Linked DNA regions of Mus musculus: region 1 is linked to region 2. Evidence: chromatin contacts called from public HiChIP or PLAC-seq data. All regions are on one chromosome and are shown on one strand. Each heading gives the region's core, a stretch centred on a gene start, on an enhancer-like site or on the middle of the called end of the contact. The rest is flanking DNA. Distances are from core to core; before and after follow the strand shown. Region 1 overlaps Gm6209 (a long non-coding RNA gene). Region 2 holds the start of Slc7a11 (solute carrier family 7 (cationic amino acid transporter, y+ system), member 11).

Region 1 (7,299 bases), core at 3,909-6,408, 94 kb before region 2:
TATGATAAAAACTTCAAATCTCTGAAGAAAGAAATTAAGGAAGATCTCAGAAGATGGAAAGATCTCCGATGCTCATGGATTGGCAGGATCAACATTGTAAAAATGGCTATCTTGCCAAAAGCAATCTACAGATTCAATGCAATCCCCATCAAAATTCCAACTCAATTCTTCAACGAATTGGAAGGAGCAATTTGCAAATTCGTCTGGAATAACAAAAAACCTAGGATAGCAAAAAGTCTTCTCAAGGATAAAAGAACTTCTGGCGGAATCACCATGCCAGACCTAAAGCTTTACTACAGAGCAATTGTGATAAAAACTGCATGGTACTGGTATAGAGACAGACAAGTAGACCAATGGAATAGAATTGAAGACCCAGAAATGAACCCACACACCTATGGTCACTTGATCTTCGACAAGGGAGCTAAAACCATCCAGTGGAAGAAAGACAGCATTTTCAACAATTGGTGGTGGCACAACTGGTTGTTATCGTGTAGAAGAATGCGAATCGATCCATACTTATCTCCTTGTACTAAGGTCAAATCTAAGTGGATCAAGGAACTTCACATAAAACCAGAGACACTGAAACTTATAGAGGAGAAAGTGGGGAAAACCCTTGAAGATATGGGCACAGGGGAAAAATTCCTGAATAGAACAGCAATGGCTTGTGCTGTAAGATCGAGAATTGACAAATGGGACCTAATGAAACTCCAAAGTTTCTGCAAGGCAAAAGACACCGTCAATAAGACAAAAAGACCACCAACAGATTGGGAAAGGATCTTTACCTATCCTAAATCAGATAGGGGACTAATATCCAACATATATAAAGAACTCAAGAAGGTGGACTTCAGAAAATCAAATAACCCCATTAAAAAATGGGGCTCAGAACTGAACAAAGAATTCTCACCTGAGGAATACCGAATGGCAGAGAAGCACTTGAAAAAATGTTCAACATCCTTAATCATCAGGGAAATGCAAATCAAAACAACCCTGAGATTCCACCTCACACCAGTCAGAATGGCTAAGATCAAAAATTCAGGTGACAGCAGATGCTGGCGAGGATGTGGAGAAAGAGGAACACTCCTCCATTGTTGGTGGGAGTGCAGGCTTGTACAACCACTCTGGAAATCAGTCTGGCGGTTCCTCAGAAAACTGGACATAGTACTATCGGAGGATCCAGCAATACCTCTCCTGGGCATATATCCAGAAGATGCCCCAACTGGTAAGAAGGACACATGCTCCACTATGTTCATAGCAGCCTTATTTATAATAGCCAGAAGCTGGAAAGAACCTAGATGCCCCTCAACAGAGGAATGGATACAGAAAATGTGGTACATCTACACAATGGAGTACTACTCAGCTATTAAAAAGAATGAATTTATGAAATTCCTAGCCAAATGGATGGACCTGGAGGGCATCATCCTGAGTGAGGTAACACATTCACAAAGAAACTCACACAATATGTATTCACTGATAAGTGGATATTAGCCCCAAACCTAGGATACCCAAGATATAAGATATAATTTGCTAAACACATGATACTCAAGAAGAATGAAGACTGAAGTGTGGACACTATGCCCCTCCTTAGATTTGGGAACAAAACACCCATGGAAGGAGTTACAGAGACGGAGTTTGGAGCTGAGATGAAAGGATGGACCATGTAGAGACTGCCATATCCAGGGATCCACCCCATAATCAGCATCCAAACGCTGACACCATTGCATACACTAGCAAGATTTTATTGAAAGGACGCAGATGTAGCTGTCTCTTGTGAGACTATGCCGGGGCCCAGCAAACACAGAAGTGGATGCTCACAGTCAGCTAATGGATGGATCATAGGGCTCCCAATGGAGGAGCTAGAGAAAGTAGCCAAGGAGCTAAAGGGATCTGCAACCCTATAGGTGGAACAACATTATGAGCTAACCAGTACCCCGGAGCTCTTGACTCTAGCTGCATATATATCAAAAGATGGCCTAGTCGGCCATCACTGGAAAGAGAGGCCCATTGGACTTGCAAACTTTATATGCCCCAGTACAGGGGAACACCAGGGCCAAAAAGGGGGAGTGGGTGGGCAGGGGAGTGGGGGTGGGTGGATATGGGGGACTTTTGGTATAGCATTGGAAATGTAAATGAGTTAAATACCTAATAAAAAATGGAAAACAAAAAAGAGATGCCAAAAAAAAAAAAAAAAAAAGAAAAGAAAGTGAAAAGATATCCCATGTTCATGAAAGGTTCAAAGTGTTCTGTAAAGTTGAAAACTCGATCTCTTTATTGTATTTTTTTGTATTGTGTGCATGTGCTCACATACCATGCCACATGCCATGGAGTCAGAGAACTTATGGGAGTCTTTTCTCTCCTTCTACCCTGTGGGTTCCTTAAATCAAACCCTATCTAAGATTTGTAGTAAGAATCTTTACCCACTGAATCATCTCACCAGCCCCAGGCTCAGGATATTTTAAATGTTCATATTATTCAGAATGATCTACAGGTTAAATGCAATCCTTGTCAAAATGCTGAGGATATTCTTCTAAGAACTGGGGAACATTCCTAAAAATTTCATTGAGTCACAGAGATCTCAAGTTGTTAATGCAATTTTGAGCAAAAATAAAGCAAAGCAAAATTTTTATTGTATATTATTTGACTTCAGGATATAGCATGAAGCTGTGGTCATCAAAAGAACACAATATTGTAAGAAAGAAAGACACATAAATAGTTAGTAAAACAGAACAGAGAGTTTAGAAGTAAAGTCCTACGTCAACAGCCAACCTACTTCCCACTAAAGTATGGAAAGTCTTTTTTGGTTAATTCAGAATAAAACTAAATGCAGATTTTTACAATTTCCAAAATGCAATCTTGACTGAATTATAGACATAAATATTAGACTGGGAATCTATGACATTGCTATTTTAAAAACAAAACAAAACAAAAACAGAAACAAAAACAAAACAACAACAACAACAAAACCCAGGAGAAATGTTGCCTAAAAACAGAATGGAGAAGACCTTTAGGGAGCAAGATTCTAAAACTGCAAGAAACAAAGCAAAACAAAATTACAAAAGATGACATCAAACTAAAATGTTGCTACACAGCCAAGGAAGGATGCATTAAAGTGGACAACTGGTAGCATCTGACATAATACTTCCACGCTATACATTGTTCAAGGGATTAATGCATTGGATATAAAAATAATTGCAGAAATTCAATAGAAAAAAGTCAAATCCAAAAGACTTAACTAGATATTTCTCAAAAGAAAATACCACTAATACTTCACTAATAATCAGGGAAATGAAAAATCCATACTATACCCCAGTAGAAATGACTACTATTAAAAATGACTTAACATGACAAGTGCTAACAGGGCCCTTGCATAGTCTTGATTCAAGTTATCAGTTGAAGATGATTGTCTTGTCCAGAGCAGCATGTGTTGGAGCACATAGATCCAAGCCAGTGGTGCTGTTCTTGGTTCTTGTGGAAACTTTGGGATGTTAGTCTCCAGCTTATAGAAATGAGTCATTGAAGATTATAGCGGCCTTAGGGTCTGGTTGCATTCTGGTTTCTGTCTACTACTGTGGTGCAATAAGCTGTGGTTGTTGCCATATCTTTGCTCCCATGATGACCAAAGAGGCTGTGAAATCATGGGTCTGCAAAAATCTAATCTGCTTCTGTGCAGTATCTTCTAGTATCGAATCTGCTTCTGTGAGCTATTTTCTCACAGTGATAAGAAAAGTAATTAATAGAAGTGGGGATTTATCAATTCCTCCCTGCATTAAAATCACAACCACTATAAGTGCCAGTAATTATAACCCACAGCAAAAGAGATTAGCCTGTTACAGAGAAACACAAACTTTCATGTTCAAGGCAGTATTGTTCATAGTAGCCAAGCAATGGAAATAATCTTATGAGTCCATCAAATGATACATGGATTTGCACATACTTCAATAGAATTATATCTAACCAAATGGCAGATGGAATCTTGTCACATGTAACAATATGAATGGAAATATGAAGGGGTGGTTGTTATAAGTGAAGGAAGACAGATAAAGAGAGACACTACTACCTGTCATGAAAAGCCATGTATAGATTGCAAGTAGATTTGTAGTTATCTGAGCTTGAGGCATATGGAGCCGAGAGAAGACAGTATGAAGAAAAGTTGACTGTTGAGTCGGTAAGGCACAATAGATGGACTGTTTAGTCCCTCTGCAATAATATTGTACAGGGGAATATCAAGCAAGAATCACCATGTATTTCAAACAGAAAGGTTGTTATCATAAAAGCACGATAGACATTTGTAGAGATAAAGATATTCAACTCTATTTGAATATCATATAATGTATACATATCTTGAAACATAAGGTGGTACCCATCAAAGTATGTATTTTCAGTGCCTTTAGATAACAATTAAAAATATATGTGTTTAAGGAATAAACCTTGAACACGTGTTGGTCATGATCTTGATGTCTTAAAACATGATGGCAGAGGGGTTCTAGTGGAGTTGTCTCTTCTTGGTAGTAGAGGGCATGTCTCTGGTGAATGAAATGTGCCTGCTCCTTTAAAAACAATGAAATATATTGCTTCTCAGCCTTTTGGCTAAGATCAAGTGTAAAAACAATTGAACAGCACTGTTCTTGTGAATGAACAGGAAACAGAAGACAGCCCTGGATGTCAGATGCCCTCAGTGATAGAAAGAAAAGAGCTGCCTGAGTGTGTAACTGGTTGGTAGTGAAATACAAGTATACACAATGGTACTTGATTTATTCTTGCATCTGTGTTTTGTTTATTTTTGTTTCAGAAGACACAAACAAACGACTTACTCATTTTCTGTGTTCAAAGATTTGAGAAGAATACTGGAAGCATCCTAAGAACCGCCTTATTCAGATTTCTGTTACTCCCCTTAAGATGACACTTGTACTGGGAGTATAAGAGCATGCGGAGACTGTTTTGTCACTGACCTTGTCACACCTCACAGCACTTGATCATAACAGCCCTCTGGAACCAGCATGGGTGGTAGCTGAATTCCTTTAAAACTCCATACATTAAAATGTAAACCAGTCATCTGTCAATATCAATGTCAAAGATTCAAATTTGAATTAGACACATCCCATAGAAAGAACTAAAGGTTAGTGGTTCATTTGGTAGTTTCCAGTGACCAAATGTATGACATTGGAAAAGTCCCTTACATTCCAGAGTCTTGTTTCCCTTAATTGTAGCATAAGAATCTGAGCAGTCCTAAATTCCATAACTATTAAATTGAGTCCTGTGCATGCAGTTCAGTATTGCCCATGATAACCTAAGTTTTCTTCCTGAAAGGTGTGACTATGTAGAGAGAAACAGACAAATGTTCAAGTAATATTGGTGCAGAACAAGCTAGAAGAAACCAGAAGTTAAGGACAGGAAAAGAGTACGTCAGCTGTGGAGGTCTGTTTAGCATGCACAAGGCCCTGGATTCAATCTTTAGCATTGCAAAACAACACACAAACAAAACCATTTAGTTGAACAAGCAAATGAATACAGGAAATGCAGTGCAAAGGAAGATTTAACTAAACTGTCCCCAGTTCTCAAATTTCAGTTTCACACTGACCTTAATTCAGTCTCAGAGAGCTGGGGACAGGAGCCCTTGGTGATAGGGAAAGGTGAACAAGAAGAAGAAGAAGAAGAAGAAGAAGAAGAAGAAGAAGAAGAAGAAGAAGAAGAAGAAGAAGAAGAAGAAGAAGAAGAAGAAGAAGAGAACCAGATTTAGAAAAGGGAGATTGAGACAGACAGGAGTGAAAGCTATATTTACTTCCAAACGTCCTGATAGTTTCATTAAGTTTTATGCCACTGAGCTCTAAATTGCTTGATGTTTTTGTTCCCTAAATACTACATATGTTCTGAAAGTCCATTAAAAGTGACAGAGTTTGGAACAATGGAGTTAAAGCTAAAATTGAGGATTGATAACTTTCACCTACAAAATGAAAGCTAGACAGAACCTGATGATACAGGATTCTGTAGAGAACAGAGGCTCACAGAGGCAGTGGTCGGTAGCGGGGGTGGATGAACTGCAGGGGTAACAGACTGTCTCTGGAGAAAACGAATTTTTTAACTTATTTTTTATTTATTTATTTTTTTTAGCATGACCCCAGTCAAGTCTGAGACTGAAGGCAAATTTGGTATTTCCCATCTACTTTTTATACCATTTTAATTACATGCAAGTATTTTGGGTGAGCAGTACAATAAGGAACTAACAAAGCCTTAAGTGAATTCCTGTGATTACTCCCATGACAGTTGTTTAAAAGGGCTTGTCATAATGACTAAAATACATGAGCCCACTTCCTTGTCCAAGCCCAAACTCTTGCCTGAAGCCTAGTTCTTCTGTTCCACCCAAAGACTAAAATTCCTGCCTTACCCTACTTCCCTATTATAGCCTAAAGTTAGATTCTTGCTGAAATTTACTTCCTTATTATGCCCTAATATAAGATTCATGAATTTTAACCATGTGCAACAGGAAGTCCCCAAGGTTGGTCTGATTTGTGTATCAGTACTAAGCAAGGAATGAGGGTTGAGAGTCAGTGAGGGCTCCCTCAGGGCATCAAGTAGGTATAACTGGAGAGTGGTGTGGACAATTTTAACAGGAAGAGAAAAAATGACTCTATGATGGTCAGCCCAACTTGGGACACTCATATCACTGTCCTCTCCACCAAGGATCAAGAAACTTACCTGCAAAGGGCAGAAAAAGTCTAAGAGCCAGAGGTGGTTAATTACATCAATGAAACATGTTTCCAGGAACAGCTGGGCAAGTGAACTTCTGAATTTACCTTGATTGTAGCAGGAGGTACAAGACCTGACCAAAGTCCACCCAGACAAAATCCCAGCATAGAGCTGCAAAAGGTGGACAGGAAATCCAATGACCATCTGAGGAGCTACTGATATTTGATCACTGTTGGGAGAGGGAGAGCCAGTTTTCTTTAGTCACAAGATTCTCGGGAGGTTCTCTATATCCAAGGGTACCAGGCAAGGAAAGAAGAAGGAGGAGGAGGAGGGGGAGAAGGGGGAGGAGGAGGAGGAGGGGGAGAAGGGGGAGGAGGAGGAGGAGGAAGAGGAGGAGAAGGAGAAGAAGAAGAAGAAGAAGAAGAAGAAGAAGAAGAAGAAGAAGAAGAAGAAGAAGAAGAAGAAGAAGAAGAAGACAAAGGATAACAAAGAAGGAAGCAAGGAAGTGGAGAGTTTGGGATGATGAGGAAGAAAGTGCAGGTTGAATGGGAAGGGATAATGAAAGACCCACAACGTGAGGACTCCTCCACGTTCTGACTCAGGAGAGGCAACACCCCA
Region 2 (6,976 bases), core at 3,035-5,534:
ATTTTGAAAGCATTAAGAAATGAACAATGTCCTTGCTTTTTTTTTTTTAATCATTCCCTAGGCGTGTTTCTTCTTTTTCCTTGGAGAAAACAGTGTGATTTTGTTCCTCCCACTGTTTATCTCCAAATCTTTAAATAATATTCTGCTATTGTTATAGCCTTCATTTCTGTATGCTATACATCTACCTTTCAGCATTACCAATCATGACTTACCTCTCATTTCCCTGCCCTACATCAGAGTCCCAACTTTTCCTTTCACATCATAGGCACATCCAGTGTTGCTTGTAGTCCTGAGTTAATGATGATAAAATGTACTCAGTGATTTCTATGCCACAGCTGACTAAGCATTTCAGGATGCCACAGAACTGTGAACTCAGTTCCATATCAGGGAACAACCAATCTAATGAGGATCAGAGAAAACTGGTGAATATTAATTGATTGTAACCGTTGAAGTGTGTAAACAATATAAGTGGGTTAAGTGATAGAATTTTAGGCAGAGGGAAGGATGGTTTTAATGAATTAAGTCTGGAACATACCTCCCTTTGAGGGCAATAAACACAGAAGGATGGTTTTTAGAAGAAGAAAATTATAAATGTAATGTCAGGTCCTATGTGTGTTCTTAAGCTAGAGGCAAATAAGCATTTCCATTCTGGGGTCTTCTCATCTCTTTTACAATGGTCCAGCCATGCTGCTGTGATGAGAAAGGAGTTTTAGAAATAGATTAATATGTGGTTATGGGTGTATTTTAATAAAACTGTATTTGTAAAAATCCCTACCTCGAGCCATTGCAATGGTTTTGTCTTGCTCCATTCTGACTGCAGACTCAACACTACCAGACAAACAGCTGAAAAAACTACACAGAAGCTAAGAATGAGTCTTACCCTTTTTAAAAGGTTTTAACACATGTTCATACACACTTACATACATAAGTGAAGAACACTGAACAGAGACCAAAACTGAAAATGAAGCCTAAATTATTTATTACTTGGCTACTCAGAGGCAAAAATTGATAGCTTCTGTATTATGGTGAGATGCACAAACTTAGTGGAGAATTTTTCTCTGCTTACCATACACACATAGTTTTTACTCTTTGAAAGAACAAGAATGCTCTTGTTTTAAACATAATAAATAAAATATATCTCTCATCTATTTTATATTGAAGACTCTCTAAATTTTCACCAAGCATATAATATCTTTTTTATGGAAGTCATCTCATACAACTTTAAATGTGAAACACATTTCCAGGACTGGTAACTACACTTAGCTAATGGCTATCACATGGTACAACCTGCTTTTAGATGCTTCACATTCAAGCCCACCATCCATGTATGACAGGGGTACTAGTCAGTATTCCTATCAAGGAACCTCAGTAGCTAATCAGAAGATCAATGGAAGATCTTCAGGGATCAGGAATCTGACCTTCTTGGCAAGATGCCATAGTGCTGTGACACTAACACTAAGTATCCTTATGGGGACCTTTCCCCTCAGCTCAGGTCTCATTCTGATGAGCTGCATTTGGAAAAATAATTATGTTTTATTAATCATTGGCCACACCTAAATTATACAGCCACGTTTATACACATGGGGCTGTTACCTTTAGCATAGCATGTTAGCTAGCATTGCATATCACATGTGGGATTCTTTTAAGGAACTGAGGACATTCCTTGAAAAATTTATTCACAATCCCTAAAATGCTCAAAATAAGGCAGAAAGCAGGAGGAAGACAGTAAGTGTATTTGCTCTATGACATACATATACTTGAAGACCAACCAATTCTTTGATTATAAGGTTAACACTGGTGATTATAAAGGCATGTTAACATTAAAGGTAATTCAATATTTTCTTTGAAACCTGTAATTTTTATTTTTGTAAAATTGTAGGTGTTTCAGAGAGATATACAAAGGTTTTTTATTAACTGTGTGCAGTTTTGAAGAAAGTTGGAATCTCAGTCTCATACAGGATAGTACCACCTTCTTGGCTATTAGTATAATTTTAGAATATTTTTCTCCATAAATTCCTATAAAAATTACTGAGGAGGAGAATGTTATTTAGAATTGGAAGAACATTTTTTCTCTCCTTTAAACTGTTTCCAACATCCTGTCTTAATAGCCCCCAGTCTTACTAGTCCAACCATTTATAATTTAGTGGTCAAAGCCTGGTGCCATGGCCAGGACAGAGCACTGGTGCCTGGGGTCTTCATGCTTCACTTTAAACTTTTATCTCTTTGGAATTATTGTTCCCTTTTGAGGAAACAAAAGCTTCCTGCGCCCTGTCTATGCTCATTCATCTGGAGAATTATGTGAGTGGAAGTTCACTCAAGAACAGGAGACATGGAACAGAGAAGGGAGAGTCCCTCATGCTCATTAATCAGGAGAATTATGTGAGAGGACATTTGAGCAAGAACAGGAGAGATGGAACAGGGCGGGCAGGCGGTGGAGAAGTCCTCCGATTTCCTGTTGAGGAATCTGTACAGGATTGAGTAAGGAACTTTCCCCATTTATTATTTTTTTGGAATAAAAACGCTGAAAAAAAGTATTAATTTGGGCTTTATAAAAATGATAATTTGTAGATCCAAAGCAAATTACACAGAAGGTGGGTAGGTCATGTAAAAGGGAAGTCATGTGACCTCGGTTATTCGTGTGATAAGGCAATTATGTCATGGCATTTTCTCAGATAAGGACCTAGCAGAAAGGCTCTGACATTTTCCACGATTCCTTTCCAGGTTATTTCCTGCCTCCATCATCCCCCCCATCCTTCACCCCTTCCCCTTACCCCTTTCCCCTCCCCCTCCAGCCAACCTTGCTTCCACGGAGATTTTCTGTTGGTTGTTTTTATTCCGAGATTCAAAAGCATATTTAATCATGGGTCTGAACACAGCTTCAGGATAATGATGGCATTGGGATTCTTCTCATTAAATTCAAACCACAGGGACCTGGTGCCGAGACTGATAGCTGAGATGCTTTATTTTCTTTTGGTAATTTTTTATTTTTATTTTTATTTTACACATAAGACACTTGATTAGAAGCAAAACGTTTCAAGTTTGTGTTTAATTTTTTAAAAAAAAAGAAATTTTTTCAATGTAAATATTTTAACCCCACTTTGAAGTTTTAATGTACTTTTATATGTTTAAATTTCTTTTTAACTGACAAAGATGAAAGCTGTGTATGTGAATAGGGTGTAAAGTTTCAGCACATGTGCCCATTGTAGAATGCTCAGAGTAAACACTTCTATCTCCTTAAGATGTCATTATTTCTTTATGTAAAAAACACATTCTTTTAGCTTTCTGAAATGGACTTGTACACTCTGTTACAGTCACCGAAAATTTCCGGCTTTGAGCTAACTAAAAGTTAGTACCTGTTGATTGTAATACATTTCAAATTATAATCAGAATAGCTTATAGATCCAAAAAATATGCCCTGTCATCTCCTTCCTTTCTCCAACTATTATAATGGGACTCCCTTCTCAAGCTCTTGCTCTGTGCGTGTCTTCATGCAATTATAAGTATTGCCTAAGATTCAAAGAGGAGTCTTTTTAATTCGATGGAGCAACATGCAAATGAAGACCGAGTCCTTCTACCTAGTTCAGGAAATCACGCTGTGCTGACAAGAATCAGAAAAAGACTGTTTTCTGCAGTCACTATGATCTTTCAACTTCTCAAACTTAGGTGGTGATCTTAAACACCCTTGTATTACAGGTCTTAAGAAATAATTGTGTCTGTTCATGCGGAGCTGTATGTAGCCACGGCTCTCGTGTGCAGAAACTTTCTGACTTTGTAAATATTAGATTTGACAGTGTTGCTAGGAAACACCCGGGGAAGTAAGGAGAATACAAATTATGAAGTATAAACTTTGCTGTTGCAAACAGAGCAGCCCTAAGGCACTTTCCATTGTCAAAACAGCTGTGAATACAACATTTTTTATGCGCGCCTTAAAGTTAAGAAGCAACTCCTTAAAACGAAGTAATTGTTTTCTGTTTCATTTTCCAACTTCTTTTCTCTCTCTGAGAGCGGAGCTGCTTAAAGTCACCGGGACAGTGTCTATTCCCTGGTTCCCTGTTTACTTCTTCTGGATTGGCTAAGCCCCTCTTTAAGAGTATGCTTTGTTCTGGGAAATGCTTTGGATCCATTGAGCAACCCACAGGCTACTGTTAAAAAAAAAAAAAAAAAAAAAGAGCTGAGTAATGTTGGCGCTTTCTCAAGCTGGAGTTTTCTCATGTGGCTGATGCAAACCTGGAGAATTTGCATCATCATGCAGCCCAGTAAGTTGGTGTGACAGGCGGTTGCTTAAATACGGAGCCTTCCACGAGGAAGCTGAGCTGGTGTGTAATGATAGGGCAGCAGCCGCGGCTGCAGCTAACTGACTGCCCCTGGAGCCGGTGCCACACAGGTGCTCCGAGGAGCAAGAGGAGTAATTATAGAGCCAGCGAAGGCTGAAACACACCTCTGAGTTCTCACCTGTGGACACAATAGTGTAGAGCCAGTCGGTGATAGCAAAGGGGAAGTCACGACCGAACAGTGATCAGTCACTTCTTAGAGAAACAAGTTAAAAGGGTTTGTTTTGTTTTGTTTTATTTTGTCTTGTTTTGTTTTTCCCCCTCTGTTTTCTTTTTCATCCCCCTCCTCTGGTGTGACACTGCCATGGTCAGAAAGCCAGTTGTGGCCACCATCTCCAAAGGAGGTTACCTGCAGGGCAATATGAGCGGGAGGCTGCCCTCCATGGGGGACCAAGAGCCACCTGGGCAGGAGAAGGTAGTTCTGAAAAAGAAGATCACTTTGCTGAGGGGGGTCTCCATCATCATCGGCACCGTCATCGGATCAGGCATCTTCATCTCCCCCAAGGGCATACTCCAGAACACGGGCAGCGTGGGCATGTCCCTGGTTTTCTGGTCTGCCTGTGGAGTACTGTCACTTTTTGGTGAGTGCGCTTCTTCTCTGGGGTGTGAGTGTGTGTAGCTGTGTGGCTCTCTGGGAGAGCGAAGGGTTATTTCTGAGGAGTAAATGAATGGGCAAATACTACAGGAAATATTTGGAATTTTTGTTGTTGTTGTTGTTCAGGTATGTGCACTACCCAAACACACTGTCCACTGTTGGCACAAGACTGAACCCTCTCAGATTCCTTCCTGCAGGCTATACTCTGCTTTCCTGCCTGAGACAGACTCTGGCAGCTTTTTTTTTTTTTTTTTCTGGTTTGCTGAGAGAAGGAAAAAAAAAAAAAAAAACAAAAAACAAAAAAACAAAAAACAAAAAAAACCTAACTTTGATGACCCAAAAAACCAAGCCTTCCTTCCGTGCAGAGGGCTTGGGTTTGTGAGTCTTGTTTAGAGCATAGTTCTGGCAGCTGGCTCGCTGGAAGAAACACCTGTGCGGTGCAGCCAGTGTGGCCTATTTACACGCGGAACTGAACGTTCGGAACACTGTCACGGGCCTTTTACTTGCTAAACAAATGGGTGGCATTCTCTGCCTTTTTTAATATTTTAAATTCGTAGGCTTGTCCGTTTCTAATACTATGCTTTCAGAAGTCCTTGGGAAGATATGTGTTTGATGTGTCTCCTCCGTCTCCATAAATGGGGCAAAGGTTTCAACTTTTTTCCCCTTGTTTTTTTTTTTTTTCTTTTTCCTTCTTACTGCCTTTAAGGACATTTCTCATAATTTCTCGTTATTTGTTTGCAAGCTTCACTTGGGTGTCAGTCTTCCCTCCTTGCCTGGATCTGTTTTCTTCATCTGTATTTTACTAGGTCTCTGGGGAAACAGATACTTTCTCTGCCCATTCAATGAAGTTCATCTAACCTGAACTGGTATTACTGTGCTTATTATTTTTTTCTCTTTAAAATGTACGTTTCTCTGATGGGATTGAGGGTTAATATTGCAAAGGAAATAATTGCTCCTTGATCAGGAGGGCAAATCAACATAAAACTCCTTTCAAGTTCATTGTAAAGGCCACAAGAACCTGGGAATGGCCAATTATTTTAAAATTTGACTTATATTACCAGGCAATACTTTGGTTCCAAAGTAGCCTACACTTGGGAGTTACTTTGTTAACCTGGAACCAAGTTCTTCTGGGACCAAGTGCAAACTCTTGTTCCATTCCTTCTTTCATTCCAGGTCTTGTGATACTTTAAATACTGATTGAGGGAAAGTTTCCTGCCTAGAGAACTCACATATCTGTTTTTAGGAAGGGGGCATTTCAAATAATCTTGAAAGCAGTCTTGCTATAGAAAGATCTATGAAGAGATTACTTTACGAACCTAGAGAACTTGGGAACATCATTTGTGTGAATAGATTATGCTTTATGAGATGTTTGGTGACAGCTGTCCCTTTTCTTCATTCTTTACAGTTATTAAAAACTCGAACAGAATCCTTATCATTATTAATATTAAAGTGGTTCTGACATATGCAGGTTCAGATAAGCAAGGAGAAACTCAATTGTTGATCTTAAATGACTGTGTACCCTCAGGCTTCAAGCGTCTTACAGTACTTGATATATTTAGAATAAATCAATATCTAATCAGAAAAACTACAACCAGTTCCTTGAACTTTGCATACTTGTACACAGGCAGCTCCCACTGTGTGATTTGATTTTCGCACACAATCAATGCTTATTCAGATGCTGTAAAATAAAATGCTCGGAATGCTGAGCTAGTTAAAGGCACACTGACTTGTATGGTGATAATGTGCTTATGAATAAGTCCGCCATCTTTGTTGGAAGCTCAAGAAACTACAGAGCTAAAGGGTTGTGATGTAGCTTGGAGTGGGCGTTTGACTGCCCGCTTCAGAGACGTTACTGCTACTTAAATTACTGGCAGCTTTTTGTCACAAAGTCTTCACAAATAAGAAGCAAAGCGAGATATAAGGGGAAAATTCTTCTTTTATTAAAACTCTAGAACTTAGGGGTGTAAACATTTTCAAGTCAAGAATGTGGACCTAGATGGTCCCCAACTTAAGATGGTTCAGTATATGATATATTTATTTTTAAATTTCC

The links. HiChIP or PLAC-seq counts read pairs in DNA pulled down with a chosen protein or histone mark.
Region 1: an H3K27ac HiChIP or PLAC-seq map of bone marrow-derived dendritic cells shows a contact between it and region 2, with 3 times the contacts expected there. The contact joins the enhancer-like site here to the promoter of Slc7a11 in region 2. A contact is called at or near these places in 1 of 39 promoter capture datasets (macrophages), 4 of 115 datasets of contacts at active chromatin or transcription factors (the SCID.adh cell line, bone marrow-derived dendritic cells, neural progenitor cells and 1 more) and 2 of 9 other capture datasets (adipose tissue and pancreatic islet).

What each region holds. Positions count from the first base shown.
Region 1 is chr3:50,535,785-50,543,083 of GRCm38.p6, reverse strand. It overlaps Gm6209 (a long non-coding RNA gene), which reads left to right. Exons shown (of 6, transcript XR_003954471.1): 6 at 4,787-6,980. Among named protein-coding and RNA genes, the nearest start is that of Gm6209, 47 kb to the left of the region's middle. Within about 2 kb of position 5,158, at least 5 of the 459 cell types and tissues checked have an H3K27ac peak or open chromatin away from gene starts, as enhancers often do. A contact at or near this core is called in bone marrow-derived dendritic cells, where this site is marked.
Region 2 is chr3:50,440,921-50,447,896 of GRCm38.p6, reverse strand. Slc7a11 (solute carrier family 7 (cationic amino acid transporter, y+ system), member 11) reads left to right here and starts at 4,284. Exons shown (of 12, transcript NM_011990.2): 1 at 4,284-4,912. The coding sequence starts at 4,636.